Linked DNA regions of Triticum aestivum: region 1 is linked to region 2. A link is a contact called in public Hi-C data. All regions are on one chromosome and are shown on one strand. Each heading gives the region's core, a stretch centred on a gene start, on an enhancer-like site or on the middle of the called end of the contact. The rest is flanking DNA. Distances are from core to core; before and after follow the strand shown.

The links. A called contact is a pair of places that touch in the nucleus more often than the background predicts.
Region 1: a contact with region 2 is called in a Hi-C map of leaf, with 6 times the contacts expected there. The contact joins the promoter of LOC123060242 here to the promoter of LOC123056764 in region 2. A contact is called at or near these places in 3 of 5 Hi-C or Micro-C datasets (all in leaf) and 1 of 1 datasets of contacts at active chromatin or transcription factors (leaf).

The regions. Positions count from the first base shown.
Region 1 is chr3A:56,813,852-56,817,827 of IWGSC CS RefSeq v2.1, forward strand. LOC123060242 (probable uridine nucleosidase 2) reads left to right here and starts at 2,115. Exons shown (of 7, transcript XM_044482847.1): 1 at 2,115-2,419; 2 at 2,555-2,670; 3 at 2,778-2,837; 4 at 2,982-3,272; 5 at 3,461-3,557. The coding sequence starts at 2,119. LOC123060244 (a long non-coding RNA gene) reads right to left here and starts at 1,544. Exons shown (of 2, transcript XR_006427819.1): 1 at 1,424-1,544; 2 at 550-1,123.
Region 2 is chr3A:56,645,487-56,648,975 of IWGSC CS RefSeq v2.1, forward strand. It overlaps LOC123056764, which reads right to left and starts at 1,374. Exons shown (of 12, transcript XM_044480041.1): 1 at 808-1,374; 2 at 389-487. The coding sequence starts at 975. It overlaps LOC123060240 (cysteine synthase), which reads right to left. Exons shown (of 10, transcript XM_044482845.1): 7 at 3,456-3,489; 8 at 3,011-3,070; 9 at 2,191-2,271; 10 at 1,703-2,072. The coding sequence ends at 1,980.

The DNA.
Region 1 (3,976 bases), core at 865-3,364, 170 kb after region 2:
AAACTAGTGTGCCAAAACAAAACTAGTGTGCCAAAACAATTCATCCAATAACTCCAGGTAAAGTAATACATCATCCTTTCTTCACTGGCATCTCCAAGAAGTAGATGATGGGAAAATATGAGCAAATCATATTGGTCTCGTCGATGTTCTTCATAGGAAGAAATCTTGACACTGTCAAATGAAACCAACAATGAGATCCTTTTGTGTAGCGCCACATACATAATATTTTTTATAAATGAACGACTCTCGTCATCAAGACAGAATGTGTCCGTAATAGATGAGAAGTAATAAGGTAAGAGGTAAAATATGTACTGGTAAATTCAAATAAGGTGAGAGGAGATAAAAGGACTATGAAAGATAATAATGTAGGAGTAACACACAAGCATGCGTGCTAAACCTCTAACATATTCATAGGAACAATTTTATAATTTATAACTACACAATGACATTGTAACATATAGCACAATGAGTCAATGACATAGCAGTTGCAACATTCGTTCTTTTTAACATATAACACAATGGCATTTTGACATAGTAAATTGAGCATTCTTGATTCTGTAACTCTTAGCACAATGAATTATTATCACATAGCAATTAAAGCATGCTTGTTTTCATAAATTACATAGCGAATAAAAACCAAGGCATGTGACTCTACCTATGCGAGCACCCGCGAGGCCTAACATACCACTTCTCCCCCTTTGACAACAAGTACCAAAAAGGGTGAAGGAAACTAATGAGACCCAAATGATCACTCCTCATCGATGTTGTCATCGTCGGGGACCCCCTGTGAGAAGATGTCGGTCTCAGTCGGGAAGCCAAACTCAGGGATCGGAGGAGCTAGAGGGATAGGATCATCATCGATAGGTCTCCCACCTCAGGCACGAAGACGAGCCTTATGCTGGTTGACCCTCGTTGTATGACATGACTCCATGATAGCAACATTTATTGCATTGACAGTGCAGACAGTGATGATGGCCTTCTGGGACTGAACAAGGAAGCTAGCAATGCGACCAAGGAGTTCCGCCATTGGCCTTGCCTTTCGGGAAGGAGCCATAGGTACATTACCCTTGGCCTTGTCCCTTTTCTCTTCATGTGGAGTCCAGAATTGATGAGCAACAGTATCCTGTACAGGAAAGGAAGGGCATCATCAATGAGAGGCAGCGAACGCTGTTTGTGCGGCCGAGGAGGCCATCGCAAGTGAGTTCCTGTGGAGAGGTCGCGCGCCTCCTATGCAGATGCACTTCTTTCCGCTGCAATTTCCGATGAATAACGAGGAGAATGACAAGATGCAACGCATGGTGGCTAGCGGCCATGAGTCTCCTATGATATGCTGATGGTTGATCGAGGCGGCGGGTTTCAGGCAACAGAGGTGTGATGCAGTCGGGAGGAGGTGGAGGGAAAAGGCATGGCGAGATCCACGTACCAGAGTTGAGGGGAGGTGGAGGAATGGCGCGGCGAGTTCCTTTGATGGCGCGCTGGTGGTGGGGAGAAGGGGAGCGGGTGAGATTTTCGTTGGATAGAAACGAAGCTGCCGAGGATAAGGCTTGTTCGCGCCGTGACAATCCCTGAGCGAATTAATTGAAAAAGTGACGTGACAGGAGCCCATGCATCAAGATTTGCGCATCCAATCTAGCGGCCCGCGACACGTTTGATCCCAAATGTTTAAAATCTGATGTCAGACTGTTAGCCTTTGAAGAACCAACCTATATGATTAGGTGAATAGTGATATTCCAGCTCTTCAGGGTTCAAGTTTTCTTGCTTGTATTTATCCTGAATTTATTTCAGAATTTTCGGTGATACGCGTTCAGTGAAAGAAGACGTTCTCGTCGATTACGAGGATGATATGCTGACCCAGTCTTTCCGAGATGCTCATCGGGGTAGGGTGTGCGTGTGTGCGTTCATATGGGTGAATGTATATGTGTATATATGAGCGTATATGTGTATACATGAATGTCTGTGTCTGTACTGATGTTAAAGAGAAAAAGACTGTTAGCATTTGAAAAAAAAATTACTTAGATTGTGCATGTCTGACGTGTACCCCTATTCTAAAAGAAGGTGTATGGTGCTCTAGAAACAGGGAAATGATGGTGACAAGGCTGCCCATCGGAACCATGGGTCATGGGTGGATCGATCTGGGCTGGCCGGCTGGGGCCCCGTGGATCTCCAACAGCCTTTCCTTTTGGGATATACTACTGCCCGGAGAGGTCGGCCGCGCCGCTTTCCCTCTCTCAAGTTGAGCCAGCCGCATCACTGCCTGTGAGCGAGACGTGTACACATCTCCATCTCCGTCTCCACCTCGCTCGATCCGCCTGCACAACCGGCGCTGCCCCGATCCCCAAGAATCCGATCCAGGGATCCATGTCCATGGCCGCCGTCACCAAGAAGAAGAAGGTCATCATCGACACCGACCCAGGGATCGGTCCGCATCCACCCATCCGTTCTTACGAATCTTGTTTTGTCGATCCCTCCTCTTGTTTTTCTCGATTTATTATCATCATATCCCCCTCCTTATGAATCTTGCATTGCGAATTCGCCGGGGATGGACGAACCGCAGATGACGCCATGGCCATCTTCGTGGCGCTCAGGTCGCCGGAGCTGGAGGTGGTGGGACTCACCACCATCTTCGGCAACGTCTACACCGCCCTCGCCACCCGCAACGCGCTGCACCTCGTCGGTCCACCCCACCCCACTCCACTCCCTCGCTCGCATTTTGACTTTCAGCTTTCATGAGTGGATCTTTCTGATGCTAATCGAGTCCATCTCTAGCTTGATTTCAGCTGGAGACCGCTGGGAGGACCGACATCCCCGTCGCAGAGGGATCCCATGTAACAATCAAGGTACCCTTAGTTCATCAGATTATGTATGAAATGTATGTGCGTGTACAGCATCTCATTCAGTTAATTGCTGACATCTCCATCAGTCAAGAAGTCCCTGTTAACTGAAACTGAATGTCTGTGTGCTCCACCGTGAATAAAATTCAGAAAGCCACCAAGCTACGGATTGCTAGCTTCGTCCACGGTTCCGATGGCCTCGGCAACCAGAACTTCCCTCCGCCGGCCGGCAAGGCGCTGGACCAGTCCGCCGCCGCCTTCCTTGTCGAGCAGGCGAATCTCTACCCCGGACAGGTCACCGTCGTCGCCCTCGGACCCCTCACCAACCTTGCGCTGGCTGTCGAGCTTGACCCCTCTTTCCCAAAGAAGATTGGGCAGATTATTATCCTGGGTGGCGCATATTCAGTTAATGGAAATGTCAACCCTGCAGCTGAGGCAAATGTGAGTTAGTCCTATCAGATTCTTGTTAGATGATGTTGTCCTGTCACGTTTCCCTTCAAATTCAGAGAACAACACACTTTATGTCACCAGCTTCTTCTTTCAGAGCATTGATTTACAAATTGCAAGCTGCAATTCCAACAATTCATCATCTTGCCTTCACTGGTTAATTGGTTATCTCGATTAAACAGATATTTGGCGATCCTGATGCGGCTGATATAGTTTTTACCTGCGGTGCGGATATTTTGGCCATCGGAATTAACATTACGCACCAAGTACTCCTTTCTGGTAATTCTCTTGCTGTCCGGAGTTGTTTCTGTATCTTGTTACTTTTGAGACCTTGTTATATAGCAGAGCTGAAAATAGCAACATGATACTAATTGTGGTTTCATATATAGTGGGATATATTCTTCTTTCCTTGTGATTATATCATATGTTTTGCTTGAGTTAATCATACAGGGGTTAACAGCAACAGTGTGAACCTTTGGTTAATAACATAAGGCATGAGTTCGGTTCTAGTTGTTTTACCAACTATACTAGCTTAGAAGATATCTTTTCGAAGAATGAAGGCACCCATTTTGACACCGAGTGCTTTGTTCGCTCGGAATGATTTAAATTTAGTTGTCACTTGGTCTTCATGGATGACTACAGATAGTTAGGTTGCATAGATGTACCACCTCTTGTTGGATGAATCTATGTTTGATATT
Region 2 (3,489 bases), core at 124-2,623:
CACTAGCCCAAGAAAGTAATCTGATTCATTCATCTCATGGTGTAAATTTAACAATCAGCTAGAGTAATCAGATCGGCATTTAAGGGAAAATTACTACAATGAGCATAGTTAATCTAAATTTCTGATAAGGAGATGAATGGTGCATCTAATGTCAAATGAACTGTCTAAGGTGCGGTCAACGTATGAAGTAACTGATATTTCCTGGGTTCTGATACAGAATACAGCTTTAATATAATTTTCCTGGGGCATAATAAAGCATCGCAACACGATTTCTTATCATGCATTGAAGGTGATGCCTGAAGGCTCGTAAAAGGAATAACAGACATGTCTACAAGGAGATGAAAACTAAGTCTTTGAAGCACTAAAGGAATACTACGAGTCCACTCACCCCTAAGACAATGAACTTGAGGGCCTTACGGAAGCCGATGACCTTTCCGTCGGTGTCGAAACACGCGTTCCATTTCTCTGGCCTGAGCATTTTGCCCCCCTGTAGAATCGCAGATAGAGTTAGAAAGAAAGAATGCAAAACATGACTACATGAGTCGTGGCAAAAAAGCTGAATATGAATCAAGCTGCGCACAGCTGACAATGCCATAGAGACTCTGGTTCTGGTGCGGTAGCCGGTAGGTATCGATACAGAGTCTATGCAGTATGCTGTGTGCTTGCGCCGACTGCAAAGAAGAGTGCCTAAGCTATATTTAGAGGAGTGGCGATGCTTAGCATTGACAATGAGGATTGGTCATCCTGACGGCATTGGCGTACAGGCGACAGGGAGATGTGTAGTTGAAGGAGGAGGCGGAAGGGGACCTTGAGGTAGTAGGGGTCCGGGTTGAGGCCGCAGGGCTCGCGGACGAGGGAGCCGAAGCTGCGCTGCAGGTTGCCGCACATGATCCATGACTTGATGTAGTCCCCTCCCCCGCCCGCGCCTGAGACCGCCCCGCCGTTCCCGGTGCTGCGCCTGTGCGGCTGGGACATGGATCCTCCGCCCCCTTCCCCTCCTCCCCTCCTCTGTACGGCGGCGCGGCAGGGGCGAGGGGAATCCGGATCTCCGGCGCGCGCGAATCGCAAGAATCGCCGGCGGGGGATCCGAATCGCCGACCTTGCTGCCTGCTGGAGCAGAGTCGAGTCGAGTCGACGGCTCAGCTCCCCTCCGCCCCGCCCCGCTCCTGGCCTTAGGCAATGGATGGAGTAGGTAGGGTTCTCTCTGGGTCTCGTCGGCGAGTCAGGGATCCGCCGCCTGTGGCTGGCTTTCTTTTCCGGCTTGGTCTCCGTCCGTCGGTCTGGGGCTCTCGGCGCCGCGGTTGCTTGGCTCGAGGAGTCGTGGGTGGGAGAGGGGAGGGGAGGGGGGTGGAAGCAACGAACCAACCTAACTGCAACTGCTCATCATTCGTCTCCTCTCCTCTTCTCACTCGCTTCCTCGCTTTCCTACCTTGTCTACGTGCCAACGACCCAAGAAAATGAGTGCCACCAAGAACAAAAAATGGAAACTGAATTTCTCCATCACTTATTATTTTTTATTTTCCTATTAGTATTACTTTACTTTATTTATTATTAGTAATTCGTTTTATTTATTACGTATTACACTGCAAATTGAGAAAAAAAACACTGATATTATTATTTTTCCTTACTATTATGTCACCGAGCCTACAAACAAAACAATTAAATTACAAACAGCATCGAACCTCGAGATAACCCCAGCTCAGAAAAAACACCAAACACAAACATTTTCAAATTTCAATGTACACAGGCTGCCTGATTTCTGCTTTGAGCGAGTGAGTGAGCGTTGCTCATCCAAAAAAGAGATGTAATTGTTTCCTAACAACCATGCGTGTCATCATCATATCAATCAATACCAACAAAATGTGAGCGACGGGCGTAGGTCAACCGTTCGTTCGTTTCCATGCCGCCTTATTCTTATTCGGTTCGACGGAGAGGAAGACGGAGCAGAAAAGCTTCTTCGCCAAGCGTGGAAATGGTCCTCACGCTTCGGCCTCCATCTTCTCGCACTCTTCTCTGATGGACTGGAACAGGACTGATGACAGGTACCTCTCGCCGAAGCTCGGGAACACCACCTGTTTGTTGCGCACACAAAGCAAACAACAATGTCAGCGTCGATCGCCATTGGATGTTTTCAAGAGAAGAATTCTATGAGCTAGAATTATGTGTTGTTGTAAGATTAGCGGTATTTACCACTATCAGCTTCCCTGCGTTCTCTGGTCTCTGGGCAACCTTAATGGCAGCGGCCGCGGCTGCCCCAGATGAGATCCCGACCTGCACAACATACATTCGTATATAGGTTCAGGTTTGCTGATCTCTGATTCATAGACGACTGACGGGTGGGAGAAACAAAAAATGCAGGATCCTACTACTACTCGTACTTATTAACCACTGCATATGAGAAACAGAACAGCCAAACATATATGAACAGATGGTTCATGATTTTCGCAACAATGAGATTATGTGGTGGTCTCCTACACCCTGGCCCCACATGAGATTATGTGGATGCGATGCAACAAGAAAACAACATCAACAACTGTCCTTCTGAGGTACCACCTGCCCACCGGCTAACCTCCTCCTCCTCCTCATGCACAGTAGTACTGAAACTGTACCTCATGTACTCAGTTTTAGTTCTACTGAGCCTAAAACCTTTTGATTACAAAGTCTGTCTCCACAACTCTAACTGGCACTATGATGCACCATAGAAAATTTGTACTGGGATGCATCGTACATTTAGCAACGCTATGATGGGAGAAATGAACAGATAAACTGGCTCAAACATGTTGCCTACCAGAAACCCACTATTTCTAGTCTAGATCTACAGAGAAGACCGCCAGGTGCTTACACTTAAATAGCAAGCAAGGGAAAAAACAGAGTAGCATGATGCGAGTCATGATTCGCCTGCTTTTTTAAGCATATGAACGTTTGCAACTAGAGGACGATATCTCAAAAAGAACGCCGGATCAATGTATGGAACACAGAAAAATTGCATCAACATGTGAAATTACAATACCAGCAATCCTTCCTGAAGAGCCAACTTCTTTGCTGTCTCAACAGCCTCATCGCTTGATATCTAGAACATAAGCAGAACGTGTGGTTAGATATAACTATAAGAAAAGAAATCCCTGCAGTAATAGTCCTAAGAAAGTAGTACCACACAACCCTAACATTTGCATTGTACCAAGCAGAGCAAAAGGAGGGATGATCCACTCATGCAAGGACAACATCCACATGACTGAAGACGTAACCACAATAGAACTAGCATATGGAATGTACTTGTATAACTACGTAGAACTAGCATAACAGAACTATCAGCCTATGGTGAGACGTTAAGAAAATACAGTGAAATGGAATAACTGGCACAGTTCAGCTGAATTCAAGAAAGAAATTACAACCTTCATGTCTTTCTTTTATTCTAAAAAAGGTGAAACATACTGACGGATAGGAAAAACTCTGACCTCAATTACTTCATTGAGAACATCACTGTCCAAA